3 separate regions of the Mus musculus genome follow, and regions 2 and 3 are each linked to region 1. Evidence: chromatin contacts called from public HiChIP or PLAC-seq data. All regions are on one chromosome and are shown on one strand. The core of a region is the stretch at or near the end of the contact, and the rest is flanking DNA. Distances in the headings are between cores, read along the strand shown.

Evidence for each region. HiChIP or PLAC-seq counts read pairs in DNA pulled down with a chosen protein or histone mark.
Region 2: a contact with region 1 is called in an H3K4me3 HiChIP or PLAC-seq map of stem cell-derived neural progenitor cells, with 12 read pairs. The contact joins the enhancer-like site here to the promoter of Fes in region 1. A contact is called at or near these places in 5 of 39 promoter capture datasets (the C10 cell line, frontonasal cranial neural crest, hippocampal neurons and 2 more), 1 of 15 datasets of contacts at CTCF or cohesin (embryonic stem cells), 3 of 484 Hi-C or Micro-C datasets (all in embryonic stem cells), 5 of 115 datasets of contacts at active chromatin or transcription factors (embryonic forebrain, embryonic stem cells, neural tube and 1 more) and 1 of 9 other capture datasets (embryonic stem cells).
Region 3: a contact with region 1 is called in an H3K4me3 HiChIP or PLAC-seq map of bone marrow-derived macrophages, with 3 times the contacts expected there. The contact joins the enhancer-like site here to the promoter of Fes in region 1. A contact is called at or near these places in 14 of 39 promoter capture datasets (the 3T3-L1 cell line, 3T3-L1-derived adipocytes, the C10 cell line and 9 more), 1 of 484 Hi-C or Micro-C datasets (bone marrow-derived macrophages), 6 of 115 datasets of contacts at active chromatin or transcription factors (bone marrow-derived macrophages, cardiomyocytes, embryonic stem cells and 3 more) and 2 of 9 other capture datasets (adipose tissue and liver).

What each region holds. Positions count from the first base shown.
Region 1 is chr7:80,385,829-80,390,790 of GRCm38.p6, forward strand. It overlaps Fes (feline sarcoma oncogene), which reads right to left and starts at 2,118. Exons shown (of 19, transcript NM_010194.2): 1 at 2,009-2,118; 2 at 1,294-1,515; 3 at 983-1,156. The coding sequence starts at 1,506. It overlaps Furin (furin (paired basic amino acid cleaving enzyme)), which reads right to left. Exons shown (of 16, transcript NM_011046.3): 16 at 3,366-4,962. The coding sequence ends at 4,879.
Region 2 is chr7:80,887,218-80,892,179 of GRCm38.p6, forward strand. It overlaps Wdr73 (WD repeat domain 73), which reads right to left. Exons shown (of 8, transcript NM_028026.2): 8 at 3,506-4,692. The coding sequence ends at 4,460. Among named protein-coding and RNA genes, the nearest start is that of Gm32112, 3.7 kb to the right of the region's middle. Within about 2 kb of position 2,179, at least 248 of the 459 cell types and tissues checked have an H3K27ac peak or open chromatin away from gene starts, as enhancers often do. A contact at or near this core is called in embryonic stem cells, hippocampal neurons, stem cell-derived epiblast-like cells and 1 more, where this site is marked.
Region 3 is chr7:80,653,032-80,657,993 of GRCm38.p6, forward strand. The region is part of intron 2 of Crtc3 (CREB regulated transcription coactivator 3); the gene reads right to left. It overlaps Gm51450 (a long non-coding RNA gene), which reads left to right. Exons shown (of 3, transcript XR_003946653.1): 3 at 1-4,962. Among named protein-coding and RNA genes, the nearest start is that of Gm51450, 7.6 kb to the left of the region's middle. Within about 2 kb of position 2,855, at least 80 of the 459 cell types and tissues checked have an H3K27ac peak or open chromatin away from gene starts, as enhancers often do. A contact at or near this core is called in adipose tissue, bone marrow-derived macrophages, cardiomyocytes and 4 more, where this site is marked.

The sequences.
Region 1 (4,962 bases), core at 868-3,367:
ACCACCATACACTTGTCTTTTACCTTAACTTCCAACATTTTTATTTTGCTCAGAGCCCTGCACAGTATGTTCCTGGTAGTAGGAACAGCGGGTGGTGGCCCAAGACTGGAATGCTCAGCCCAGTTCTCTTGCTTGGATGCTGGGACAAAATGTGCAAGCTTCATTTGGCTTCTTTGAATCTCAGGTTCCCCATCTGTAACTGATTGAATCCATAGACTTTGCCAGTCTTTTTTTTTGGGGGGGGTATGTTTTTGAGACAGGGTTTCTCTGTGTAGCTCTGGCTGTCCTGGAACTCACTCTGCAGACTAGGCTGGCCTCTAACTTGGAGATCAGTTTGCCTCTGCCTCCCAAGTGGTAGGATTAAAGGCGTTCACCACCACTGCCTGGCAACTTGGAAAGTCTTAAAGAGCCAGCTAGTATATATTTCGAGCATGTAGGTCATAGAGTTCTGCAGGAATTACTCCATTCTTTCGCTGAAACATAGGATCCCAAACGATGGGAGGACAAATGAGCATGAAACCCTTAACTAGAATTGAGTTAGGAAAGTCTGGGAAGGCGGACCACAAGAGGGCGCTGTGGGTCCATGGTAGGACCCAGCTCTGTGGCAATGAGGGGTGTGGTACTGGGAGATTGACCAGTGAGTGAATTGGGGAGAGAGGCACCCAGAGACAAAGCAGCTGCCTGTAACCCAGCCTGTAGCTGAAGAGCTGCTGGGACTCAGACCAGGGCAGGATTCGGCCTCTGGGGCCCTGGCGGGGTCCACTCTAAGCACACTTGCCCCCCCCCCCCAAGTCCCTCACAGTGGCTCAACAGGCCCTGTAGCAAGTTAGCCAAAGTTGTGAGAGGAAAGGAGGAAGCTGCAGCGGCAAGGCCACACAGGCCATCCTGGAGCTGGGCCTGCGGTCAGTGACTTCTGCTTCCCTAAGCACTCTTGTGTAAAACTGCACCTTATTGCGACAGCGTCCTCTGGGTGCCCGCCTACCTTGGTGAGCTCCTGCTGCAGCTGCTGCCACTGCTCGTTGTACGTCTTTCTCAGGTGCTGCCGCTCCCGGATCAGCACGCTCAGTTTGCTCAAGGGCCCCGAGTTCAGATCTTCTGCATGCTGCCGCAGCACCCGGCTCAAGTTCTCGGTCTGGCTTGTTATCTCTGCCCAGGACTACAGCACATTGTGGGATAGGGAAATGGGAAGAACAGGGCAATGGCCCGCAAGCCTGGGTTTGCATCCTTTCCAACCCCACCTCTAAGCGGGGAGGTGATGAGGGCAAGTGAATGGGAGAGCTCACGGAAGCTCACCTGGCTGACAGGGCTGTCGGGGCCGCTGCTCCAGCTCTGGCCTCCGCTGTCCTGCAAGGACATGTGGTGAAGCAATCCTGCATATTCCCGGTCACTCTTGACCCTCTGGGCCATCCACTTCCTCATGCCCTCCAATAAGCGCAGCTCAGCTTCCTGCATCTGCTGCACTGCCCCGTGGCCCTGGGGGCTGCACAGCTCTGAAGAGAAGCCCATAATGGTGTCCTGGGGACAGAAACCGGGTCATTCAGTGGAGACAAAAGAAGCGGCTGGTGATGGAAGATGAGGCTACGGTCGAAGAGGGCTGCGGGCGGGACATGGGTGGGGTTCTGCTTAGAAAAAAAAAAAAAATACCAAGAGGTGCAGAGAGCAGCCTGGACTGGGGCTGGCCCTTCTGCTTCCGATGTACTAGACTAGATTTCAGAGCCAGTGGTCCTGTTTCCAGGAACCAGACTGGAGGTCCCTAACAGGACCCTTCCCCCACACCATTCCTGGGTGTTACCGACTCCTGCCCTGCCCAGGGCCTTCAACAGTGCTGGACTGCGGCCTCCGGGAGCCACCGAAAAAAAACCCTATCACTGGGCTTTCCTGCTCTTCCCAAGATCCTAGCCCCACCCCCATCAGGTTTCAGGTTCCCAGAACACCCGCCTGGCCCCTTTCCGGTGCCCAGCCCTGCCCGTGTTCCACATAAACTCCTGGATCTCGAAGGTGGAGTTACCTTTCTCGGGCAGCTGCTCCTGGGGTAGGTGGCGGTGGACCGACTAAGGCCCAGAATCTGCCGGGCCAGTTCCTGATTCCTGCTTCCTCCTCCGTGGTTTCAGTTGCCCTAGGCCGCGGGGCGGGTCCACTATAGGGAAGAGAGAGCACAGCCCACCCCCCCATCCTGCTCCCCACTCTGCGTGCCCTGGGCCACAGCCTACAGCGACAGCTCAGCCACGGAAACGGAAGGGAGGAGGAGGCCGGCAAAGAATGGCCATGCGAAGAGTGGCCTGTGAACCAGGCACTCTCCAGGGTCCCGCGAACGCGGGGGAAGGAACCCAAAATGCAGTGGGGATGGACTCAAGGTGAGGCCTCAGGCAGGGTGTTGGGACCCCCGGGGCACCCAGGGTGTGTGGACTAATGTGAATCCTGACAGCGTGCTAGGGTGCCAGGGGGACATAGAGGAAGGAAGCCTAATCCTGTCCCTCCTCTGGATTCCCTAAGGAGACCTCAGGCGCCAGCCACTATTTGCATATAAAATCTCCAAGTCAAAATCCTAAGCAGAGGCCTGCTTCTCGGGCCCGGGTTCCGGTAGCACCCTTTCTCTCAGGCAGGGCGTTGAGTCTCAGTGGCAGCCTGGGCCAGCGTGGGGTATAGAACTGAGGAGAAATTATTTCCCCATGAGGGACTCAGGTTCCCCCAGCCATTCAATCCTGGTTTGCTGGGGTTTTTTTTGTTTGTTTGTTTTGTTTTTTCTTTTATTTTGAGAAAGGGTCTCTCTGTGTAGTCCTAGAACTTGCTATGTAGATCAGGCTGGCCTCAGATGAAGAGATGCCCTGCCTCTGCCTCCCAAATGCTGAGATTAAAGGTGAGCTCGGCTAGCTGTGATAAACACCAGAACTGAAAGCAGCCTGGAGAGAGAGATTGTCTGATTTAAGGATTAGAGTCCACCACCAAGGGAAGTCAGGGCTGGAGCTGAAACAGGAACCACGGAGGACACTGCTCGCTGGCCACTTGCTTTCACAGGCACCCCAGGATCTTTGTATGGGAAGGTAGACACCCCCAGTACACCGGGCCTTTCCACATCAGCCAGTATCAAAATGCTCCACCGACTTGCCCACAGGCCAATCCAATGGAGGCAACTTCTCAACTGAAGCTTCTCTTCCCAGGTGACACTAGCTTATGTCATGATAAAACCAAGGAGCACACAGATCTGGGTTCACTCAGGATCCCCTCAGACCTCAGCAGTGGAAGCCCTAGACCTCTTAGAGGCATTTAAGCCTTCTGACTTAAGCCAAACTGGCCCCTAGTTCCCACCCTTCCCCAGTCAAACAGCTAAGGGTCCCGAGAAGAGCTATAGACACTGGAGACCGGGCTTGGTTTGCATAGTCTGCACGTTTAATCACTTTAAAACCTCTAACATTATCTCGTGTCCATTAAATAGAACCAACAATGCCAGGCCTGTTTAAATTACAAGGAAAAAAAAAATCACTGTGCACCAACCCAGCATCTTACAAAACCAGCCTGGATGGCCGTGAGGGGTGGGCAGGAGAGCAAGGGGCACCCCTGGACAGGTAGGCTGGGTACTGAGAAGGGCTAAGGAAAAGAAAATGGGGGGGGGGGAGCCCAAGTGGGAGGGGACTGATTGTCCTAATGGGAAGGGTGCAAAAGGCACATCAGAAGAGGGGGTTTGGGGGGCATCATAGGCCAATGCTTTCTCCACCAGGGCACAGTGTTAGAAAGGGCTTGGTGGTGCCACCTGCCCACCCCTGGCACTTGGAGAGCCAGCGACCCATAAGCCCTTGGCACAACCCCATTTGAAACAGATGATGTCAGCCTACCCCTCCCACCACAACCCCCTTTCTTAGAGCCCACCGGGCTGGCCTGCCTCTTCAGGACATGGGGCTTAGTTATTCCCTATACCCCAGGGCTGGGCAGCCATGGGAAGGGCAGGGTGGGTGTGGGCATGAGAAGGTCAAGGGTCCAGCTGCTACCCCCATTAAAAATACAAAAAAAAAAAAAAAAAAGAATCAGCATCTAAAGTGAATAATCACAAAGTGAAAATATATCCTCAAACAGCTCCTGAGATCCCCACAGGGGAAAGCAGCATCGGGTGGGAGGCGGGAGGAGAAGGCTGGGCCACCGTGCCTCCCCACCACCCACCCAGGGGCTCCTGTACTGTAACTGCCAACAGCCCAGGCAGCCCCGGGCTCAGAAAACAGGGCCCTGGCAAGGGGGGAGGGTGCCATAAAGGATGGTCAGACACCAGCAAGGCCCCCAGAGCTTTAGCTCGGCCGGCCCGTGCTGGCCTAGCTCAGCCTGGCTTCCACGGAGGTGGAGGCCTGGAGTGCAGAGGCAGGCTGAGAGCAAGAAAGTACAGGCACACTGGGAGGGGCCTGCTTTGCTTTGGTCCCTTCCTAAGACTGCAGCTTCTTCGGAGGCTCACCTGTGAGCCAGAGAGGGTCAGGGGATGCAAAAGCCCTTGGAGAGGTGGCTGCCTTCTTCAAGTACCTCCTGGCCAGCCTCCCTGTTGCCTGGATGGGAACCATTATTGCTTTCTGAGGGGCAGGGAAGGGAAGGGGCAGGGCTGCAGCCTGGTCAGGGACTCAGAGAGAGGCCGCCCCTCTTCACTCTGCGGGAAGTCCAGCTGGGCCAAGGAAGCTGCCCTAAAGATTTCCTCTTTCCTCCACATGGAGGGGTGGTAGGGGTGAGGCTCCTGGGATCCCACCTCAGGCAAACAGGTAGGCCCAAGGGTGGGGTAAGAAGCAGTCTCTGCCCCTCTCGCCTCCCAGCTAGGGTCCAAATCCAGTCGCAAGATAAAAAAATACTTTGGTGAATTAAAAAGTGCCCGAGGAAGGGATCGATTTGATAGGGTGGGCAGTGGGCTTTTCAAAGGGCGCTCTGGTCTTTGATGAAGGCGGTCCTCTCGCCCCGGCCCTCGTCCTCCTCTGAGTCCGATGGGCACTCCTCCTG
Region 2 (4,962 bases), core at 929-3,428, 500 kb after region 1:
AGCACGGACACAGAGCAGGAAGAGCCCTCGCAGATGAAACTTGTCTGTTGAAAACACCATTTTGTTGGGCTTTGTTGCTTGAGTATTCCAGAAGTTCTTTGAGTTTAAGAATTTAGGGCTGGGGAGATGGCTCAGTGGGTAAAACACTGGGCCACGGAGCCAGGTGTACACAGTGAGAAAAGAACAGAGAACGCCTGTCTCAGGTAAGGCAGAAGGTGAGGACTGCTACCTCGGTGCCCTCTGACCTCCTTATGTGCCCTATGACAAGGCAATTCACATGTGACTGCACGTGCGCGCGCGCACACACACACACACACACACACACACACACACACACACACACTTTCTAAAGAGCTGGGGAGATGGCTCAGAGGGAGGAGAGCTTCTGGCAAACATGTGGCCCTGAGTTTGCCCCCCAGGCACAGTGTGTGCATCTGTAATCCTTGCACCTTTGGCTTGGTGGGAGCAGATGGGAGAATCCCAGAAGCTCAAGGGCCAGGCGGCCTGAGTATACAGCAGTGAACCAGAAGAGAGCCTGCCTCAAACACAGTGGAAGACGGGGACCAGTACCCAAGGTGCCCTGTGCCCTCTGATCTCCACAGGCATGCTTCAGCCTGTGCACATATAAAACACACACACACATCATATAAATAAATGATAAATAATTGGGTTACAAAATGTCTTCATGCTACTTTGTATTTTGAGACAGGAACTTTACTCTGTAGCCCTGACTGGCCCAGCACTCAGTGTGTAGACCACACAGAGGTGTCCACCTGCTGGGATGGAGGGCTAGGCCACCAGGCCTGGCCTCTGAGAGCACTTTAGAAAGCTTCACACCTAACCTGCACACTCCTGGGACATGGTGCTCTACACATTGCTTAGCAGGGGCCGACAGCAGCACTGTCTATAGAGCATCTGGCTTCCTCGGAGACCTGGCTCTATTCAGTTTTCTCTTTCCAGTCCAGTACTTTCAATGGATGGCTATTTGCAGCCTTCGAGACTTCAGAACACCTGTCATTGGAGATCATTTTTTAAAAAAGATTTATTTATTTATTGTATGTATATAAGTACACTGTAGCTGTCTTCAGACACTCCAGAAGAGGGCGCCAGATCTCATTACGGATGGTTGTGAGCCACTATGTGGTTGCTGGGATTTGAACTCAGGACCTTCGGAAGAGCAGTCAGTGCTCTTAACCGCTGAGCCATCTCTCCAGCCCCGGAGATCATTTTTAAAAGGAATATTCCAGAAATTAAGTTAGAATTTTTGTTTCTTCCAAGGGCAGAAAACAAAAGTGGCATAGATTTATTTTAGAATGCCTTTTAAAGATTTTTAAAAAATTATTTATGTGTATGTGTGCACACAGGTGCCTGCAGAGGGCAGAAGAGGGCGGTGGATCCCTCTGGAGTGAGGTACAGACAGGTGTGGGTGCCGGGTCCTCTCCAAGAGCACCAGGAGCTCTTAGCCTCTGAGTCACCTTTCCAGCTCCAAGCCTAAGATTCCTCATCTATTAGACAATCATTCCCATCCCCCCTCTTGTAGCCCTGACCTCAGTGTCCTTGCTGAGTCCCTGGGACTTTGCCTGCTGTAGGTACAGTCCGGTCCAGGCAGGCACCCGCACAATCTGTCCTCTGGGTTGGTTCGTTTCCTGCCATCCATTTTGTCCAAGGACAGCCATGTGTCTGACCAGCTGTGTTCGGCTCTGTGTGTTAAGTGCATCTGTGTCTGCGTGCTCACTCTTCCTGCTGCCTAGCACAATCTAGGACCACCCTCCATGCCCCTGCATGCCTCACTGACAGACCCCAAGCCCGCTTTCTCAGTTGTATTCCCATTTACTCCTAGGGTAGGGGCTCTGTCCTTAACAATGATGTCCCTTCTGCCCGAACACAGGATACAACTCAACTGTCACCTTCCCTGTGCGAGCCTACTCTCTCCAGGCCCGTGTGTGACTGGGCCCATGCTGCAGGCCATGCGCCCCTTCTCTAATGGAGGCCCTATGGATACAGTTCAGCATCTCGTTATAACACCTAGGCTGGTGCGGCATGGCATTCAGGAATGGCTAAGTGAGACAGATGGAGCCTACAGCATCACTGTTTCCACAGCTGCCTCCAAACCCAGCCCCTCTCCCTCTCTCTGGGACAGAGCCTAACAGTCTCCCTCCCACCAGCCGCTGTAAGCATGCCTAGCCCCGCCCCTTTCCCTAGCCTGGGGGTGGGAGGGAGGAGTGAGGGAGGGAACAATGCACTGAATTCTAGCTTGTTTTTGCCTGTGCTCTCCTGACTCCCAGCACACAGACCTGGCTAGGCTAGGTCACAAGATGTAGAACTAAAAAAGAAAACGAAACAGAGCCAGCTACAGACAGTGTCCTAACTCCACTGTCCAGGGACTTGAAGGGAAGGCTCTCACAGTCTTTAAGGCCCACATAGTCCTGGTGTTCTCCTTCAGCTAATGCTTTCCCCACCACCACCATCGGTGGCTTTTCCTCACATAGCTCATCTGAAGGGAAGTCTGTGTCGCCTCTGTGAATCTCTGAGCCCATCCCGATCTCCTGTCACTCTACTTTCTGTAGCAGTTGGCCCTCTTTTCTCTGGGCCTAGGAACTGGGCTCTGGTCAGACAAGACACCTGCAGTTCTTACCTGGAGGCCTCTGGCCCCGACTTCCTGCAGCTGTGAACCTACCTTAGCAAGCTTCCCTTCCTTCACTTCCTCTGCAGCCCCAAACTGCAGCTCAGTCACCCCGTGGGTGTGCGGGTGTGCGTCTGCACTTCCTGGTCGGGCCCTGGCTGATACAGTTCAGCAAAGCACCTTCTACATTCACAACCGACTTCTAAATTACTCAGCTTTCCCAGTGAAATACTAGCGTGCAGCTGGGCTGCTGTAACCCGGATATCTGCTTTGTAATATCTGCCAGCTTCTGAGATGTAAATCCTCCCACCAAGGCCAACTTCAAGCTATCAGTGTGTCACCACTGAACAGAGTAGAGGGAGCCGCGGGGTGAGCTTCGGGGCGGGGGGGCGAGGATGACAGAGGATGCTTCCCAAACTCTGAACGTGATCCTGTTGTGAAGCACCCGGGAGGCAGAAGCAGGCGGATTTCTGAGTTCGAGGCCAGCCTGGTCTACAGAGTGAGTTCCAGGACAGCCAGGGCTACACAGAGAAACCCTGTCTTGAAAAACCAAAAAGGAAAAAAAAAAAAAAAAAAGTGAACAATGGGGGCTGGAGAGATGTCTCAGAGGTTAAGAACACCGACTGCTCTTCCAGAGGTCGTGAGTTCAAATCCTAGCAACCACATGGTGGCTCACAACCATCCGTAATGAGATCTGACTCCCTCTTCTGGTGTGTCTGAAGACAGCTACAGTGTACTTAACTTATAATAATAATAAATCTTTGGGCCAGAGTGAGCGGGGCTGACTGGAGCGAACAGAGGTCCTAAATTCAATTCCCAGCAACCACACGATGGCACACAACCATCTGTACAGCTACAGTGTACTCATACACACAAAATAAATACATCTTAAAAAAATTTATTATAAAAAAAGCTGTTAGACTTTTCTTATCCCCCCATTATTTTTAAGTGCTGTGGACAGAAGTGTGTACCCCTTGCAAATTCATACACTGAAGTCCCTACCCCGAGAGACTAGATTTGGAGAGGGGTCTAGGAACTAAGGCTAAACAAGGTCATAAGGAAGGGACCCTTATCCACCAGAGTGGAAGACAGAGCTTACTCCAGTCAGCATGCAGAGGTCACGTGTGCACGAGGAAAGCAAGGTGCATCCTTTAGCAAAGCAGAGGCCTCGGGATGACTCCACCTTCCCAGCACTTCTTGGTGCCTATACTCATGAGTGTGCACACCCAAGCACGTGCACCCTCGTGCAAGTAATGAACACGAACACACACACACACACACACACACACACACACACACACACACACACACACAAAATAGGAAGAAGTAAAAGAAAGCAGTTGGGGCATAACTCAGAACAGTAGGCTCAGTCCAGTCCAGTCTTGTGTACAAAAACTAAGTAAATTGCTAATTGCTTCTTACTTGTATTCTTTTTGATGTTTATTGGCCCTGAGACATCGATTCCTTCTGTGAGAAAGTTCACACCCACATTCACACTCCAGCTCTCCTGATTCTCACCATGATGCTGTGAAGACAGGAACACAGCCTGCTGCTATACACCTGGAGACGCAGGGCTCCTAGAGGCAATGGTCGCTTCCAGCCATGTTATGCCGTGCGCCCTACCAACTGTTCTCAGGTAATTTTCTTGTGATGCTCCCCACAGCACTAGGTGGTACCTACTACACCTTCATTTTACAGGTAAGAAAAAGGGACAAGAAGGGCAGGCTAGCTTGCCTGAAGCCAACGGCTGTGGTAGAGCTGTGTTCACTCACAGTCCATGTCAGCCTCTCAAACAACTCCTCTTCTCAGAGGCCCATGAGGGCAGCTGCTGTGTCATCAGGAGGCCTGGAGGTCCACCCAGTCCCACACATGCAGAGAAGAATCACTTGCTGCTGATAACAAAGTTCTGGGTTTGCGAGGGTGCCAGGTATGGGTGGTGACCAGAGGAGCAGAGTCTACGTCATTTCCATCCAGGAAGATGTGGCCTTTGTGAGTGAAGAGAGGCTCCGCTTGGGTTTTCTTTCCATCCCATGATGTGACATCATAGATTTGTACTGTCCCATCAAAGCCTGGAGAAGAACGTGCAAAGAGAGGTGTGACCCTACTCTTCCTTGGAGGACTTCCTCTATCACAAGACACTCAGAGGCCAGCCACCGAGAAGGCTGCGGCTGCAGCGGTGTGGGGATGTGTCCGCATCGTATGGGGTAGTTGTACAGGCCTGAGGTGCTTGTGTGGAATCAGTGAGGTAACCTTAGGTACCATTGTCCAGGCACAGTGTACCCTGTCTTCTGTTAGAGTCTTTTCATTGGCCCGGAACTCATCAATTTGACGAGGCTAGG
Region 3 (4,962 bases), core at 1,605-4,104, 270 kb after region 1:
CTACACAGCAAGGTACTGTCTCAAAGGCACAAAACATAAAAAGAAAAATGAAAAAGAGAAAAGAAGAAAGAAGTGAATTTCCTCTCTACTTGAGAAACAAAGGCAAATACCGTGGCAAATTGCACCGGGCTGCAAAGCTTCAGACTGGGCTGCACAACTGCGGCTAGACAACAGCAGCTGCGGCTGACGGCTAGATCTCTCTCGCTTCCAGTTTTCCACCTATGTACTGAAAGAGTGCAGTCTGCTCTGCCGCTACAATTTTGTTATTCCTCAAGGGCAAGTAATCAAAATGGACAGAGGACTGTGACAAAGAGGGCCGCTGCTGCTGCCAGAACCCAGTCAAGGCTACACAAGCGCTCCCAGGCCCTTTGTTTAGCAGGCTCGCCACTCTGTTTTAAGTTACATTTAACTCTGGAGCTTTTCTAAGCTCTTATTTTTTTTTCTTTTTAATTATCATATAATAACTGCATGTATTAAAACTTTTAGATGACTACCCTGATTAATTAACTTTAAACAACTGTCAAAAACTACTCAGAAGCTAAACAGGCACAGACTGGTCCAATGTATCTGTTGAGCAACTTCATGAATGCCAAGATGTCGGTGAGATACTGAAGAGATAAGTTCGGGCATGGACACTTCAGGGGAGGGAAGACCATGCTCAGAGTGGCCATGTCTGCTCTTGCTGGGTAGCTCATACCCCTGGCCTGGCTGCCCCCTCCCAGTGGAGAGACCACTTCAGGGAGCAGACTGCTAGCTCTGGCCTTTCCTGACCAGGTTCCAGCGTGAAATGCTCAGTGCACGAGCGTGGGACCGCCACAGAGACACACTTCCTTAGAAGCTGAGGGAGGGAGGGAAAGTTGGCTGAGGGGTGAAGGTAGGCTTAGATTAATAAAAAGATTGCTCAGGTGGCCGAGGGAATGAAAAACCAACACATAATCTAAGAGAAGAGCCAAGCAAAAGTGACGCCACCGTGACTAGCTGAAGGGTCCAGGAGGGGAAAAAAAAAAAAGGTAAAGCAATTATACAGACTGGAAAAGAATAAAACACATGATTGATTCTGGGTATTCTATTTTATTTGCTAAATAAGAGCAAAGGCCTGGGAAAGATAAACTGGGTCAGAGTCATGACACCGTCACTTGCCACTGTGCGACCTTTGGTATGTCACTGTGAAAGCATCAGTATAATGGGGATGAAGATGCCAACCTGCACTCCAGCAGGAGAATGAAGTGGCAGAGCACACAGACAGAGCTCAGACACTCAACACTTCTGTCCTCCGAGCACCACCGGACTCCTGCCTAGAGACTGGAGTGTAGCTTAGGGAAGTGGGTTCAACCCGCAGTACCAGAGCCAACCTGAGACCAGCAGGTGCAGGAGTCCTGGAATCCAGGAGGCAGAGGCAGGAGAATCAGTACAAGCTCAAGGCCAGCCTGGTCTATGTTGAGAGTTTCAGGCTAGTTGGGACGAGATAGTAGGCTGTCTCAATCAAATGAGCCCCTCCTGGCTAACACTGTGGGGAAGTGTTTCCCTCTGCACTCGGAAATTACACCAGGGCTGGTGAGGTGACTCAGTGCATTAAGTGTTTGCTGCCCAAGACTGAGGTCAGCCCTGGAGCCCATGAAAGAAGAAGAAACTCTAACATACACTAACACACGCTAGGTGGGGATCGGGCACGCACGCACACACATCCACACATCACACACAATAATAAAAAATACATGTGTTAAAAACACGATGACACCCTCAGAACCCAGATGGTGAAAGCAGGGAACCAACTCTCCTTGAAAGCTGTTCTCTGACCTCCACACATACCCTGTGGCTTCCAATATCTACAAACACACATGTGCGCACACACAGACACATAGACAAAGAATAAACAAACTAGAATCTCTGGAAGTCTAGCTTAGTGGCAGTGTATTTGCCAGCACTTATAAAGTCCTGGGTTCAATTCCTAGGATCCTCCTACTCCCCTCAAAAATGGGAAGTGTGAGCTGGACCTGCTGGGGCAAGCCTAAGGCTGGAAGGCTGAGAGCTCCCAGTCTGTCTGAGTTACAGAGCAAGGAGGAGGCCAGCCTAGGCACCTCACTGAGACACTATCCCAAAATAAACCATTTAAACAGGGATGAGGACACGGCTCAATGATATGAGTGCCTACTTAGCAAAAGCCGCGTTCAGTCCCTGGTACTGAGAGATGGGTATCGAACAGCTACTACTGTGACTGCCTCCAACGGGTTTTCAGGAGAAAATGGGAGGGGAAAGCTTTCTGAAGTTACATCCCCAAGAGTAAAGAAAGAAAAGAGCTAAGACACCAGCTATCTGTTGCCAAGGAAACCAATTTCTGTACCCAGGGAGTGTCCTGAACACAGGCTGTATTTTTGAACAGAGAAACTGCTACAGAACCTGGCATTAGGGACAACAGAGAAACTTCCACAGATGGCATTGACTCTTGGAAAACACCCAACGTAATAATCAACCACTAAGCCTTCATCTTCAAGTCTAAAGTATAAAACCCAGCTGCTTCACAACACAGGGACCAATTCTAACGCCTGAAATGTTGTGAAATTTTGTAAGGAACTGGAACAAAACTTTGGCTGATTCTACAGCCAAAATATGTGGTGACTTAAAAATTTAGAGACAGGCAGTGTGCTGCTTGTGGCTCCCACCTGCCACTCTTTAGCGACCTAACAATCAGGGCCTGGTTCCAGAGAGAGGAATGAGAACTGAATTTCAGAGTCCAAATGTAAGGGCACCTGGAGAAACAGCTTCCGCCCTTGCCCTGCTCTGCCACTGCCTAGGTCCCTGCCTCTCCTGGAGTTGCACTCAGTGCCTTCACATACAGTCTGGATGACCCCAGCCAGGGCAGCTAAGACTTCAGCAAGGTTATTTTTATCCAGCCAATGAGGAAACACTCAGATGTTAACCAGCCTGCACAGATTCTAAGGAGCTTTATGTAAGGCCGGTGTGGTAGCACACGCCTGTAACTCTAGCACTTGAAAAGCTGACACAGGATTACAAGTTCCAGGCCAGTCTAGGCTACACAGTAAGATCTGGTTGAAAGGATAGGGGGCTGTGGGGCAGGGGACAGAAGAGGTTAAGACTGTGGCACAATTAGCAGAGTGCTTACCTAACACTTGTGAAGCCCTGGGTTCAATTCCCCAGCATGGTATAAACTGGCTATAGTGGCACATGCCTGTGGTCCCACCACTTGGGAGGCAAAGACAGAAAAATTAGAAGTTGAAGGTTGTCAGGCATGGTAGCACCCACCTTTGGTCCAAATACCTGGGAGGTAGAGGCAGGTGGATTTCTATGAAGTCCACATCAGCCTGGTCTATCTACAAAATTAGTTTCAATCCAGCCAGGGGTACATAGTGAGTTCCCTCCTCTCCCCCACCCTACACAGAGTTCTAGGCCACTCTCATCTGGGCTCTAATGCAGCTTTGGATACATGAATCCTCACCTGAAAAATGAAAACAAAAGAAGCTTTATATAAATAGCAAAACTTAGTTCTCTAGCCCTAGACAGCATACCACACAGACAGGAAAGGTGGGATCAGCGTTTACTGAAATCACACAAGGTGGCCCGGTTTCTAGCATTTCACCCAGCAGAAGTTGGTACAGGAATTTTGCAATATTCATTAAGCAATAAGTACATACTGGGCATTATTCTGGGATGTTCATGTATTATTAGCTAATTTAATCCTTCCAGTCTACCTTAGGTACTCTTAGTCACCAGAGCTCACTGATGCATAAGTTAGGTGCAGAGAGGCTAATAACCTTGCCTAAGGTCCCAATGTGAGTTACTGAGCAGCTAGTAATGAGATCCAGTTGGCCTTCAGGGACAACACCTCTGATCAGCAACCATCCTAAGATGCCAAATCAGGGCATGAAAATTGTATATATTTCATGCATCAGATGGCTGACAAGTATTAATTGTTTTGTTTGAGGCAGAGTCTCACTAGGTAGCCTAGGTAGGCCTCAAACTTGTGATCTTTGTACTTCGACGTCTTGAGTGCTAGGATTACAGACGTGTGCCATGGTGTCTGTGGCTGGCTCTGCAGTAAGTGTGCGCCTAACCTGTGCTCAGTCCCCAGCAGCCACAGCAGGCATCTCACAGCCATCTGTGACTTCTGCTCCCTCTTTCTGGCCTCTGCAAGCATAGAAATACACACACACACACACACACACACACACACACACACACACACACACAAAACACACACCAATAAAAATAAAAATCTAAGAAAGAAAACACTTGGGACACTAGGGACATAGCTCAGCCAGCAGTGGCTGAGCACACGCAAAAGGGCTGGGTTTGATCTCTAGCATGGCATAAACAAAAGAGAGGCAGAGAGATGCATACCCAGGGGTGGGGGTGGGGGACAGATGGGCTTGTATAGTAATAAAGATATCTGAGGAGCTGGAGAGCTAGCAGTTAAGAGCACATACTACTCTTGCAGAAGACTCAAATTTGGCCCCTGGAACCTACATTGGGCAGCTCACAACTGCCTGTAACCCTAGCTCCAGAGACACCACTGGCTTCCATCAGCACCTGCACTCAGGTGTACATACCCACCCTCACATAATTAAAAGTGAAATGATGAAACAAGGTATCTGAGAGACCCATTTTACTGAACACCAAGTGGCTCAACCTACAAGATACGAAGTCCTGTGTAAGATGTCTGCACAAATCCAACCTGGTCCAGGAAGGCCACTCTGGCCATTCAGGGCAGCAGTCGAAGGCCTAAGACTTTCAGTTCAGATTCAAAGCAAACCTGAGCCAGTGGAGGCAGCATCTGGATACCACACTCACTCCCCAGGTCTGCAGCACCCAGGCCTTGGCAGGGCTGCAGAGCCGGTGGTCTGATAGGAAGCCACGGTACCTCAGAAGAGCCTGCCAAACCCTGGCCATATGAATTCTGCGTCTAGCTGCTGAGGCTGTCTTTGGAGTTCATCCCACGGGGACGTC